2 separate regions of the Anas platyrhynchos genome follow, and region 2 is linked to region 1. The links are chromatin contacts, called in public Hi-C maps. All regions are on one chromosome and are shown on one strand. The core of a region is the stretch at or near the end of the contact, and the rest is flanking DNA. Distances in the headings are between cores, read along the strand shown. Region 1 overlaps AUTS2 (activator of transcription and developmental regulator AUTS2). Region 2 overlaps AUTS2 (activator of transcription and developmental regulator AUTS2).

Region 1 (3,520 bases), core at 393-2,892:
AGCTTAAAAAGCCCTAACATTTTCATCTGTTGAAATTTGAACCTAGCCCAAGGTTGTATGCATACCTGTATTAAATATGAAATGCAGGATTGAAATAACAGCTAAGTACAGCTGTAGTAGCAAGGCCAGAAAACTCGCGGCAAAGCTTATCTTTAGTACACATAGAGTACCCAGCAATTGCCAGGGGTGGCTGTCCTCTGAGTTTCCTCCACTTGTGAATAATGTATTTCTGGAGCAGAATGTTCTGAACAGGAATGCAGTATTTTGATTGACACTTGTAATACAGCAGCTTCTTGGAGAAATAATATTTCGCAGGTCTGTGTTTGTACGTCTGTAGGACCCCAAAGAATGACAAATTACCTCATCCTTGCCATTTTTCATCATCTCTAGAATTCTCACTGCTGCTTTCTAACTTCCTTTACTGGTCTGTACTTCAGAAAAGCAGAACATTTACTAAAACGCAAGAAACATATAATTGCTAAATTTTGTCACAAATTGATTTTAGCTGTATTGCTTTGTATTGTATTTGTTTCTGTATGAGATTTTGCAACACCAATTAAAATAGAAAGGTAGCACAAGGTAAGACTTTTGTATTTGGGCATCATGCATTCTAATGCAATGAAACATTTAGATACGAGGTTTTAGACCAAGCCTTAATGAACACAAGTGCTACCTGAAGAACTGAGATCCTGTGTCAGATTTTGTACTCCTCCAAGTTCACAGGTGGTTGGATTCAGGGATTTAAATCAGGACCATCTCATTTCTGGCTAATGTGAAGCATGGAGGTGAGAGGATGAAGCAACTAAAAGAAGAATCTTTTTAAGCAGCCCTTAGGTCAATCCTTTTAAACTTTACTGGGGATTTACTTCAGGAGAAGCTTATCTGTGTGGCGACCAGTACTGTGCAAAACCTTTGTTACAAATGATAAACCGCGGACCAGGTTGAAAACATCTTTTGTTGAACATGTGCCAATGAATGAGTAGATTTGAACTGATTAATATTTTCAGATAGAAAATATGCATAGGTTGATAATATCTGAGGTCAAAACTTTGCAATATCAAAGCATGTTTGCTGATTTTGGCAGAATTTTTATTTCAGATTTGGAGCTTGAAGCCTAACACAGGTTGAATGTATACAAAGCAAAAGTGGGAAAAAATAATATTTGTACAGAGCTCTGCAAACTGACCCATACTCAGTTCTAATGAGAACATAATGGTTTATCCAGCTGCAGAAGAACAGAAGCAAGAAGTGTAAAAGAAATTCCTACACTTTCCTAATTTTAGCAGAAATGGGAGACTTTTTTGTTGTTGTTGTCTGTTTGTGGGTTTTTTTTTTTTTTTGATTTTGTTTTGTTTTGTTTTTTCCCCTGGATGCATGCATGTGTACTTTAAAAAGTGCATCACTTGCACTTTAAACTACATTAAAACATGTTTAAGCCAGAATGGAAGATATGCTTCCACTGAGAGCAATGAAAAAAAAAAGAAAACCAACCCATATGACTGACTTTATAAATCTTTGGATTATACTGCAGTCTGTGGGGTATCTTCTATCTAAACTACCGTAACCCACAAGGGGATTAGAATGGATAGTCTCTCGTTCGCTCGCTCCTCTGAGTCACAGCACTAGCAAATAGACCCACGGTGCAGTGTGGGCAGACAGGAAACCACTAAAGCCAGAGCAGTGATTATGTGCATGCTCTGTGAGACACATTGAGCAGTGAGCCGAAATGTTTGTGTGTGTCAGATCAATCTTTTCACTGACCAGGACAGCTGTACTCACAGGGGGATCACCAATCATCCTGCTAGGAACTGCTTCTGTCCTTCAACAGGCAATTAACGTGAGTCCATTACAGCTCCCTGGAGGCCCCTGGGGGGCTGCAAAAGGCATTGACTGAAAGGTCAGAAACCTCATGAGGACAGGAAAGAAGCTGTGCCTGGCGAAATGGAGTGGAAAGCAGTAGCTATTTGTCACCCGCTAGTAATTCAAAAAAAGGGGGGGGGGGTGGGGAGAGAAGGGGCTGAAGGGGGTCCAAGCGTTGTGCACAACTGCAAGCACGCGGCAGTAATAAGAGCATAAATAGAAGCTACAGGAGACCCTTCTTGGGACAATGATTTTATCAGATATAGAAGTTGGAGGAAGAGTCAACAAATCCCACTCAACTAATTCTACAAAGGGACTGGAAGTGAAAAAGTACATGGGCTGATTAATAGCCCACTACAGTCCCAAGAAAATCACGGAAAGGAGTCCCTGGGGGCTGAGGTTCACCACTATGAAACAAACATCTCAGAAGAGAATCCACACGAACTGAAGTGACCAGAGAACACACAGAATAGCATTCATAAGAAGCAGTCTCCACTAAGAAGCAACTGCTGATGTGTTCAGTGGTGGAAAAGCAACATACACGGTGCTCAGGGGATATGTTAGAGACTGCTGCTCTCTATTTCGATTTCAGACTTCTGGTCAAGACAACCATATTGGTGTGTTCTTGGAGGGCTTACTTAAACGCCTACGCATATCTCACCAAGCATACCACCAACCAACCCGGCAGTTCTACTATGGACATGCAATCAAGTAATGCCAGGTAGGTGGCCAAGAGTCAGCATATACAAAAGACTTAATGTGTACTAGTTTGCAAGAAGTTAGAACTGAGCTAATTCATGATGCTAATCCAGAATAACTTTCACCCACTTCATGAGTGAACTTTCACCCACAGCATTCAGCTGAAGTACTAGCAGTGTTTTTCTTTCCGGTGATAAGAATACTGCACAGAGATCTAGCAGTACATGGGTAATCAATAGAACAAGCTGAAATATTGCAAATGTTAACTCTTCAACAACAACAGAACTTAGACCGTGAATAGCAATAAATAAATTTGTAAAAAACTTGTAAAATTCTTTGGACATGGTTTTGAGTGGTTTGTGTAATTGAAATTTTATTTGATGAACAAAACCTAAACTGCATAAAATGACAGAAAGAAATAATCTACAAACTAGGTATTGATATGGCCCATTTTCACAAGACTGCACAGGGACCTTAAACAACATGAGCTCAACTGCTTGCTGGCAGAAACCACGGTAAACTTTGACTCAGTTTGCAAAATCTTCAGTGTACTTTAGATGATGTAAAATTTCCGTATTTTACTTTCATGCAAAATAAATATTGGTGACTGTGCTCTTTGTTTGTAGAAAGATGTAGATAACAAGTTTGGATTATTTATAATGGTATAAGATGTTTGACCTTGCTGAGCACCCATCACCAACCTACTGACTGAAAAGCCTGGCAGATAATCGAGCATGGGTTTGTTGTATACTGTTGTTTTGTCCCACCTGCAGCTTTACCAGACCTCCCAGCTGTATTTATCATAGGCAAGGGCAAGAATTTCCACATATCTTTCAACATTTGCCCCGATTACAGTGTAACAAACTGGACTCACTTAAGTGCCTATAGCTCCAGCACGGCAGAGGAAGTTTATGGTGTGTTTCTTACCCATTTCCCCAGACAACTCCTTCTAACAAAATTC
Region 2 (3,520 bases), core at 260-2,759, 110 kb before region 1:
TGCATAATGAGGTAAGGAAAAAAAATGCTCTTTCATTTGTTATCAGTAGAAATCTCTAAAAGAGATGCATCATTTAGAAGTAGCCTGACTAATGGTCAAGTTCTAGAGGGATGCAGATGGGATGTGGAAAATATTCCCCACCAGCAAAGCCCCAGGCTCTATCATCCTTAGCAACTCGCACGCTGCTGCCAATTTGAGTGGACAGGCCAGCACGTACCTTTTTCTGTTTAAAACAGGATCCCAGAGGCTGAGCTGGGATGGGGTTTTAAAGTATGGCACTGGTAAAATCCAGTTGGGAACAGGGACTGAGATAGCACTTTCACCCTCTTGCCTCTCATTAAAAAAGCCACACACTTGAGGCAGAGTCCTTCTTCATTTAGGATTAACTTATACCAGTGCCACTGCAGGAAAATCACTCCTAATTTATTCTGCTGGCAGAAAAGGTTTATACCTGTACATCTTTTGAAATATGTAAGGCATACTCTTGCAATATATACATTAGTTCAATTAAAAATATACTTTGGAGCACCATCTTTCCATTTTTTTCCAAGAAATAAGAGGACTTGAGTACCTCACAATTCCCTGCCTCCCTTTCAGGTGGATCAGCCCAGAAAACAAGGAAGATATCATGCAGTGCTGCTGGATGTGGGGCCAAGGATCCATCTAGCCCAGTATCCTTTGCCAATGAGTAATGGAAAAGGACGCCCACCCAAGGCAGCTACCTGTAACCCCTTCGCAGGGAGAGCTGCTTCTTATCCCCACCGCTCTGTTAACACTCAGTCTGTTAGATGTGCAAAGGAAAGAAATATATTTCAAGAGACTTCTACTGGGAATAGCTTCTTTTGATGGACAACATCAAGGCAGGAAGCTGAACAGGAAAACCTCTCACCAATTTATTGCCATCACAAGTCAGATGTCTGGATACAAAGCTTGAACTGCTCCAAATATTTCTCTGTGCCAGTTCAAGCTATTTGTGCAATGTCACAAAAAAAATAACCCTGCACTCTGAGCATCTGCAGCCGGAGTGGAAGGGTAGGGATGACAAAGGGAAGCAGAAGACTCCCTTGACTTCCACCAGCAAGATTAACTGAAATTTGTTAAACTGGTTTTGACAGGTAAAACTGGGTACATAAGACACAAAGAAGAGAGGACATCACACCAAAGAGGCCAAATATTGATTGTGACCTTTTACAGAGTAACACTTGCACTGTGCGAATACGTTGTCTATGTAGTTAAAAGGCCAAGCAATGCTGAAGGTATTTTTTCTTTCCCTTGCCAAATGTTAATTTGCACTGAGCAGTTCGCAGGGACTTTACAAGGATCACAGCCTTCTACAGAAATCTCCTTCATACTTCCACTGACTTGTGAAAAACAGTTTTTATGATTTAAAGAGAGTCATATGTATTACTTCTTCTGTCTCTCTACATTTCTAAAGACATCAGAGATGGTTAGGTGATTTTGATGTGTCTCTCCCCTCTCTTTACATTCCTCATGCGTTGCTCATTTACACCATTCCATTTGGGTTACAAGCCATCCTCTGTCATGTCCTGTTTCATGATCCTTTACCCTAGTACTCTGCATTGCTGTTTCACTTCAAAGGGGGTTTTTGTCTCACAGAGGAGAGAAACAAGGGCAATCTGCAGACAACAGTGCACTGATCTACAAAGCTGCCACTCTAGCAGAAGAGACCCTACCCTATCCATATCTGCTACTTTAGCTTCTGCAAACACAGGAATAAAAACATTTTTATTTTAAAAACACTTCTTTCCTTGTTATCTTTCTAAACTTTTTGAGCGATTTATAAAGATCTGAATTTGTTTTCTTTAAAGTGATTGTTTTTGAAAGAATCTATTTGTAAAAAGGAAAAGTGGTGGGAAAAAGAGGAAAATGGCATATTGAAAAAGGAAAATGGCATGACTAAAGCTGACTGTGGATAAAGAATGACCATTTAAAAGCCAAAGAAACAAAACTTTCATATTAAAGGAAGGCAAAATTATTACAGAATTTAAATAATTACATCACACAACGTTTCCCTCCTTTCAATCAAATCTTGCAAACACTTCCATGTAAGCCCCTGACTCATGCTATTTACCAATTGTTTTGCACTTTCCTTTACCTGATGGAGGAAGAGGGGTGGAGAAACCGGGAACTGGGGAATGTGACTTTGCTTCTGCTGCTGTAGAGCTTCAAGTCAGTTCTGAGTCAGGTCAGCTCTGAAGGACGAGTGGGAAGGGAGGGCTGGGAGGGATGTGCCGCAGTGTGACCCCGGCCTGCAGCGGGGCGTGAGGGCAGCGCAGCTGGAGGCTCACACAAGAGCCAGTGGTTGGGGCCCTTCCAGCACCGATGCTGCCTGCACTGTGCTTCCAGCCCAGGGCGAACAAGGGCAGGGTTAATTCTGCCTCCGCTATGACAGCTGGGGTGAGCTGCGAGCTACTGTCCTACAAGCTTTCCGTTCACATGGAATTTCCATCCGTTAACACTGAGGTGTGTTTGCTCTCCTTGGCCACTGCAGCGCTTGTTAACATCACAGGGCGAGCTGAACTGCGGGTAGGTGTGACTGGATGCTCCTGTGAGTTCTGGCACTCGCTCAGGCCCTCATCTGAGAACGGAGACTCACGTTTTCTCCTTTTGACACTGAGGCATGGTGCCTTTGGGACAAAATGCGTGGAAATAGGACCACATGAAAGGAAAGGCACACAATTATGAACCAGCTTGGTGTGTGGGGGGGTTGTTTGTTCGTTTTTAAGCAAAAGGTGATACCTGGGAGTTAAACTGCCTTCTGCATCAGAAATATAATCTCTCCATAAAATACCTGCTTAACATTGCAATCTGCTGAGCAGCAGCCACTGCGGACAGTCCTCAGATGAACACAGGACAGCAGAGGCAGGACCACAATGGCAATACTGCACCTGGCTGCACGCAGGAGGGCTGCAGAGCATCAGGAAGAGGTTGCTTTTCCTTGTAACTCCCCTAGGGTTATAGATTAGGAGAAGGGATGCCAAATAATTCCTAAGCCTCTCTCTCCTTCTTTTTTTTTTTTTTTCAGCGAAGCTGTTGTACCCAATGCTGACATTTGTCAACACCCAGGTCTGGGAAATGTGAAGATTCATGTAATGTTTGTGAATCTACTGACTTTGAACAGTAGCCTGCCCTCTACTCACCTAATTTTCTATAAACATATAGGTGTTAGCATCCAAAGCTTGTTTGCACAACCTGTGTGACACCACAACTTCACATCTCTGCCCTTCCGGCTTCACAGCAAAATAAATCATCTGCTCAAAACGTCCCCACCTACGGCTGGAGGCAGACAGATCTCTGCCACACCACAGCTGGCTCCTGTGGCAGCAGAAACTCAACACAGCTCTAAGTTACCTTGGCAGCCATGATTTACAACAGTGTTTCAGTGAATCTAATCAGAAGTGTGAATACTCCCCTCCTATCTGGCACACATCGTTGGCGTTCTAATTATTCACACATTTTGGCAAGCATTATGGTGTTCCCCTACCAAGCTCCTAATCCC

What was found. A called contact is a pair of places that touch in the nucleus more often than the background predicts.
Region 2: a contact with region 1 is called in a Hi-C map of skeletal muscle, with 2.2 times the contacts expected there. The contact joins two enhancer-like sites. A contact is called at or near these places in 2 of 8 Hi-C or Micro-C datasets (liver and skeletal muscle).

The regions. Positions count from the first base shown.
Region 1 is chr20:9,854,228-9,857,747 of IASCAAS_PekinDuck_T2T, reverse strand. All of the region lies in intron 4 of AUTS2 (activator of transcription and developmental regulator AUTS2), which reads right to left. Among named protein-coding and RNA genes, the nearest start is that of GALNT17, 380 kb to the left of the region's middle. Within about 2 kb of position 1,642, at least 2 of the 8 cell types and tissues checked have an H3K27ac peak or open chromatin away from gene starts, as enhancers often do.
Region 2 is chr20:9,967,225-9,970,744 of IASCAAS_PekinDuck_T2T, reverse strand. The region is part of intron 5 of AUTS2 (activator of transcription and developmental regulator AUTS2); the gene reads right to left. Among named protein-coding and RNA genes, the nearest start is that of GALNT17, 270 kb to the left of the region's middle. Within about 2 kb of position 1,509, at least 1 of the 8 cell types and tissues checked has an H3K27ac peak or open chromatin away from gene starts, as enhancers often do.